Linked DNA regions of Sus scrofa: region 1 is linked to region 2. Evidence: chromatin contacts called from public promoter capture Hi-C data. All regions are on one chromosome and are shown on one strand. Each heading gives the region's core, a stretch centred on a gene start, on an enhancer-like site or on the middle of the called end of the contact. The rest is flanking DNA. Distances are from core to core; before and after follow the strand shown.

What was found. Promoter capture Hi-C pulls out the DNA fragments that hold promoters and counts their contacts.
Region 1: a promoter capture Hi-C map of liver shows a contact between it and region 2, with 5 times the contacts expected there. The contact joins the promoter of APBB2 here to the enhancer-like site in region 2. A contact is called at or near these places in 2 of 5 promoter capture datasets (fetal liver and liver), 5 of 47 Hi-C or Micro-C datasets (embryonic fibroblasts, liver, retroperitoneal adipose tissue and 1 more) and 1 of 2 datasets of contacts at active chromatin or transcription factors (skeletal muscle).

What each region holds. Positions count from the first base shown.
Region 1 is chr8:32,300,888-32,303,631 of Sscrofa11.1, forward strand. APBB2 (amyloid beta A4 precursor protein-binding family B member 2) reads right to left here and starts at 1,350. Exons shown (of 18, transcript XM_021101154.1): 1 at 893-1,350.
Region 2 is chr8:32,067,959-32,070,790 of Sscrofa11.1, forward strand. The region is part of intron 7 of APBB2 (amyloid beta A4 precursor protein-binding family B member 2); the gene reads right to left. Among named protein-coding and RNA genes, the nearest start is that of APBB2, 230 kb to the right of the region's middle. Within about 2 kb of position 1,418, at least 5 of the 83 cell types and tissues checked have an H3K27ac peak or open chromatin away from gene starts, as enhancers often do. A contact at or near this core is called in liver and skeletal muscle, where this site is marked.

The DNA.
Region 1 (2,744 bases), core at 100-2,599, 230 kb after region 2:
TCGGCCACAACTCTAGATCTGATTTCTCCAATTTACTATTTGTTTAAATTCAAGTCCCAAGCCCCCTTGGCTCTTCGTCCCCGACCTCTCGGTTCTAGATCTCTCAGCCGACGTCAAGATCACCTTTCATTGTTTCTGTGGGACTCCGCATCCCTCCCTCCGCCCAGCAATGTTTTCATCGCACAAATGTCATTTCTAGCGTTCAACCCTCCATTCCGCCCGGCGGGCAGCAGAGGGGATTCCTGATTCGGTCCCCTTCGCACAGCCATTTTCTAGTTAAAACGCTCCCTGCCTCTGAAGGGGAAATGAACTTTTCCCCCTTGATCTTGCAGCGGCTAAGCTCTGAACCCCTAGAAAAGCCAGCCGGGTCTTCAACTCCCCCGCAGGAGCGCACTGCCGCCCGGGGAGGAAGAGCCCAGCCGCACAGCGGAGGCCAGTGCCAGGGCAAGGGGGTGTGCGCTCTTCCCCGCCGGCGCCCACCCTCACTTTTCCCTTCCGCAGCCCCCACCCCGGCGCAGCCCCTCCAATCCTGTCTCCCCGCCCAGGCCCTGCCAAGCCCCCGGCTGCGGAGGGAAAGGGGGCGCCGAGAAGCGGGAGTGATGGAGTCAAGGAGTGAGCCCGCAGTCACCGTGCCACCCGGCCCTGCGGCGCGGGCGCAGGGCGCACGGGACTCCGCAGCGGACGCCCGCTGCAGATGCGTGGCAGCTGCTGCAGCTGTGGCTGCGGCTGAGCGGGCAGACGGCAGCAGCCGCGCAGACCTCGGGGGCCGGGAGGAGAGGAGCAGCCGCCCGGGCTACTTGCCGCACGCCGCTGCCGCTGCCCAGGTCTCCCGCCAGCACTCCCGGGCCGCCCAGGAGTCCAGAGCAAAAGCAAGGAAGAAAGCGGGGCTCACCGGTGGTGCGCGCGGCGCTCTCCTCGGCTCCGGCACCCGGCAGCTCTGCTCCAGTCTCGCCCTGCCCGGAGCGCCACGATCAGCTGCGGGTGCAGCGCACGAGCTTCCTACTTGAGACCAAGACGGGCTCCGGCAACTGAGCATGCCCAGTGCCGCTCCGCGAGTCCCGCTCAGGGAGCTGCGCCGGCGAGATTCCACTTCTCCAGGCTTTGGCGGCGGCTGCGCGGAGAGGCTGGAGGGGCCGGACCCGCCGGGGGCCGATCCCGAGAAAGGCGGGGCCGGGGGCGGGGGCCGGGAAGGAGGGGGCGGGCCGCGCGCCTAGTGCGACCCCTGCAGGCAGAAGCTTCCGGGCATCGCGAACGCCTGGTCCCCTGACCATCTGAGAAGATGGCAGAGAAGCAGTGCAGGCCAGAGACCCAATGCGACGCAGCCTGGTATCCCCTCCATATGGCTCGGCGTCTGTCTGCAGCAAAAGGAAGTTGGGTAACATTATCCCTGTCTAGTCTTTTCTCCCACATGCCTGCATTCCCTTATCTGAGGAAAATGTCCTCAGATGAGAGCTGCCCACGCCCATCCAGCTGCAACATGTAGGCGAGACCTTCCTTCTGCCTCCTTATCTAGAACCCCAGGCATATGCCCCCCACACACACACACCATTCCTTGATGTGAAAATCACAGCAGCATCACCTCAAGGAAGAAACATACCTGCAGGAGGGGAAAGCATAATTTCTTCTTCACTTCCAGGAATATTAAATATAGTTCGAATTTAGAGAAGCAAGGTTCTAATAATGGATACTCAGTAAATAGTCATCAGTGCCTGCCCCAGGCACTGTGAATAGCATCCCCAAAGCATCATTAGGGTTGCTCTTCATCAATGCAGTGGATATCAAACTTGACCCTGCATCCCAATCGCCTGGAGGATTTATGGAATCACAGACTGCTGGACAGTCTCTGAATGGGTAGGTCTGTGGTACTGCCGAAGCATCTGTACATCTAACAACTTCCCAGATGATGCTGGTGCTGCTGGTCTGAGGGCCATACTTTGAGACCTCTTGCTCTACTACACAAACACACAGCCTCACCTACTATCTTTTTCAGATGGATTTTGCTAAAAGTAATTTAATAGTAGCTATTAAATAATGGCTCCTCCTAACTCACCCTCTTCCCCAAACCTCCGGAGTGCAGTCCTTCTGCAAACAGCAAACTCACACCCGGAAAGTCCCTATTCTTCGCAAGAGGACTCTATGCGGTTGGGGATGGCATTATTTTCTCCTTTGGCATCATGAATCTATTGAGTACCCACAAGATCTTATAGTTAGCCTGGGGACGGCAGTGAATAAAAAAGCCCAGACCCCAGCTTTCATAGAGCTTAGTGCACAGCGAGGTGGACAGGCACCCATTAAAGAATCCCCCCGAAATGTCCCTTCAAACATGAGGAGCGCCAGGGGGGAAATCTACCAGGTGTGTGCAGAAGGGTGTATAATGGGACCCTGAGCGCAGACTAGAGTGGGGTCGGAAGGAATGAGTGGTGGGAGAAAGATGCCTTGTGGAGGAGGGGTTTCTGACGTTTGCACCAAACTTCTCCCATGAACAGTTTCTCTGAGACCAACCTAGAGGCCAACAATAACGTCACTCCTTTCCAACAGAAAAACAATACTGCCACTGAGGAATCCCTACAAATCCATGAAAGTGCTCAGCCTTGGTGCTGTATCGCTGCACTCCAAGATCTATCTATGCAGCCCGTGGACGGGACATTCGGGGGCCGCAGTTTAACCCACTTTGGGAAAACTCAGGCTCTGAACTGGAAAGCCTTCAAGTTCAAGCCTATGCCCTTCAGGCCTAGAGAGGAAAG
Region 2 (2,832 bases), core at 168-2,667:
CTAACGTGACACCAGGTGGCAGACATTTTAACATGAAAATTAGCTAAGGTAATTCTCTAAATTGTGTCTTCAGACTGCAGACCTTCGGGGATCACATTACTTACTACAGGAATTCCCAACTTCTAAAAAGCAGAAAATTGTCTACATATTAAAGAGTGGTCCTAAAACCACTTGCCAGTTGTGATCACAAAGCCTTTGACTATTAACATATGAATTGAACCTACCAAGTTAGGCTGGGGATCACCCGCTTCCAATCTAGCCCTGGGGGTGAATGTTAATCAGACATTCATTCAGAGAAATAAAGGACTGAAAAACGTATTAGTGCTACACAGAAGCCCTGTCAGTTTTCTTTACATACCACACAGAAGAAACATGTCAGAAGATCTGCAATTGGGAAATACACCAAATACCTCAAAATGCAACACACCTTGCTAGAGGCTGAAGGGCAGTGGCTCTCAGTATGCAAGCATGAGGGTGCCTTTTATTGTGGTCTTAGTAAGTACTGATTAGGAAAAGAACCAAATTATAATGAAGTCAGTGTACCGTTAAAAAAAAAAAAAAAAGTGTGCGTTATTCGCCTCAAGGGCATCTACAGACATTTGAAAAAGAGTCGCACATATATAAGTATACACTGGGTACACATAGAGAAATGCAGACGCTGAAATATCTCGTTGTCACCAGAGGTCTGAGGCCCACAGATGAGGAATTACTATGGTATGTAAAAGACATAAAGGTGATCACCATGGAGTTCCCTTTGTGGCTCAGTGGAAACGAATCCGACTAGGATCCATGAGGATGTGGGTTCGATCCCTGGCCTCCATCAGTGGGTTAAGGATGTGGCATTGCTGTGAGCTGTGGTGCAGGCCACAGATGCAGCTCAGATCCTGTGTTGCTGTGGCTGGGGTGCAGGCCGGCAGCTGTAGCTCTGACTGGACCCCTAGCCTGGGAACCTCCATATGCCATGGGTGCGGCCCTAAAAAGCAAAAAAAAAAAAAAAAGATCACCAGGAAGTCACCGGCCCTAACTTCAAAGAACCTTCTTTCCAATGGAGATGTAACAAATCCCCAAACTAAAGTACAAATGAGTTTCATACCAGGTGGCTTGTGAAACACAAACCCCATGGTCCGGGGCCCAGGAGGGTGTGACGCAGGGATATATATGGTCAATGAAAAGAGGCTTCACAGTGTAAGCAGGGACAAAATGGTTCAGCCATTCTCACAAGAGGGGAAGAGATATCTTTTTCTGTGCTTATAACCAAGGGCTGTGAGGTTAGAAGTTGCAAGAGACGAGACTTGGAAATCGCCCATGGTTGAACTGTTTGCTCAGTTGGATTTCACCCACCAGTGTGCCTTGACAAATGCCAAAGATGTGTGCTTGGATCCAAATTGGCAATTAGTCCCTTGCTTCTGCCCAAAGCAGGCAGTTCTGAGGCTGGGCTAAGCCACACACTGTTCAGCTACACATGCTGGCTGAGGACATTCTGCTCCTATCTGACACGTCTACGGTCTCCATGCCGGGACAAAAATTAGCTTCTGATTTGGGGACAGTCACTTTTCAAACTAAGGGTGAGTCTATCCACTTGTGATGTCATTTAGCAGTGGGCAGTCTGGAGAGGGAAGCCTGAACACAAGCCGTTAGAGAAATACACAGCCGTGTGGATGGGAACATTCTACTCCAGAGGAAGAAGTGGAGAAAATACTCAATCATTTTTATACTTAAATAGGTTGGGTTTGTTTTTTTTTTTTTTTCCTTTTTTTTTCCTCTTTACCACCACACCTGTGGCATGTGGAAGTTGCCAGGCTAGGGACTGAATCAGGCTGCAGCTACCGGCCTACACCACAGCTCATGGCAATGCCAGATCCTTTAATCCAGTGAGCGAGCCAGGCCAGGGATTGAATCCACACATCCTTAAGGATACTAGTCAGGTTATTAACTCACTGAGCCACAACAGGAACTCTGTTTTTTTTTTTTTTAAGCTATCAAGTATCACTGAATATGGAAAAAAGCATGGGAAGTTGCATAATGATTATCAATCCAACAGCCCATCACTAAAATGGTTTTTTGTTTTTTGGTGAGACAGTTTAATCAAAAACTTTGTTTCCTCTACCCACTCTCAGTGGAACAATTCCTTGACTGCATAAGTCACCATGAAAATTATGAAGATTACACAAATAAACAACCATCCAAAGCCCATTTTATCCAAGATTTCATCTCATTTAGTAATGAATTTATAAATACCTTAGAAGAAAAATGTTCCAGTTCAAGACAATAATGGAAAACAGGAAAAATGTTCATTCAAATCAATGAGCTCCTGGATTAATAAGAGTACTTGAAGGTCATCTTTTAGAAAAACTTAAGACACACAGGAAAAGAAATGATAGAAAGGGCCAGCAGAGTCCCAGCCTTCCTCTGCTCCATGACCTTGGGAAGCTGCTTCTACTGAGACCATTTTCTCATCTGCCCAAGGAGTGCAGGTAACTGGATGAGTGAACTCTGAGGCTTTCCATCACCCCCTGATTCTAAATTCAGAAAGAACAGGTTAGATATTTTATTCTGCTTAATGGCATTTCTCAAAAAAGTTATGATTTATATACCTAATTAGAGATTCCTAAAAATTACTACTTTTATAGAGCTTCTAGCCAATCAACAGTCAAGATTTGGTGCCCAACATACAATAAACAGTCTCTGGACAAGTGGTAGGCAGATTTCTCAGATGGTTCCAAGATTCCAACCTCCTGATATACACGTTCTGAACAGTCCCCTCTCCTGAGAATGGGCAGGAATATGATAGGTGTTCACTCCTGTGATGATGTTACCTTGTAAGGTGAAGTA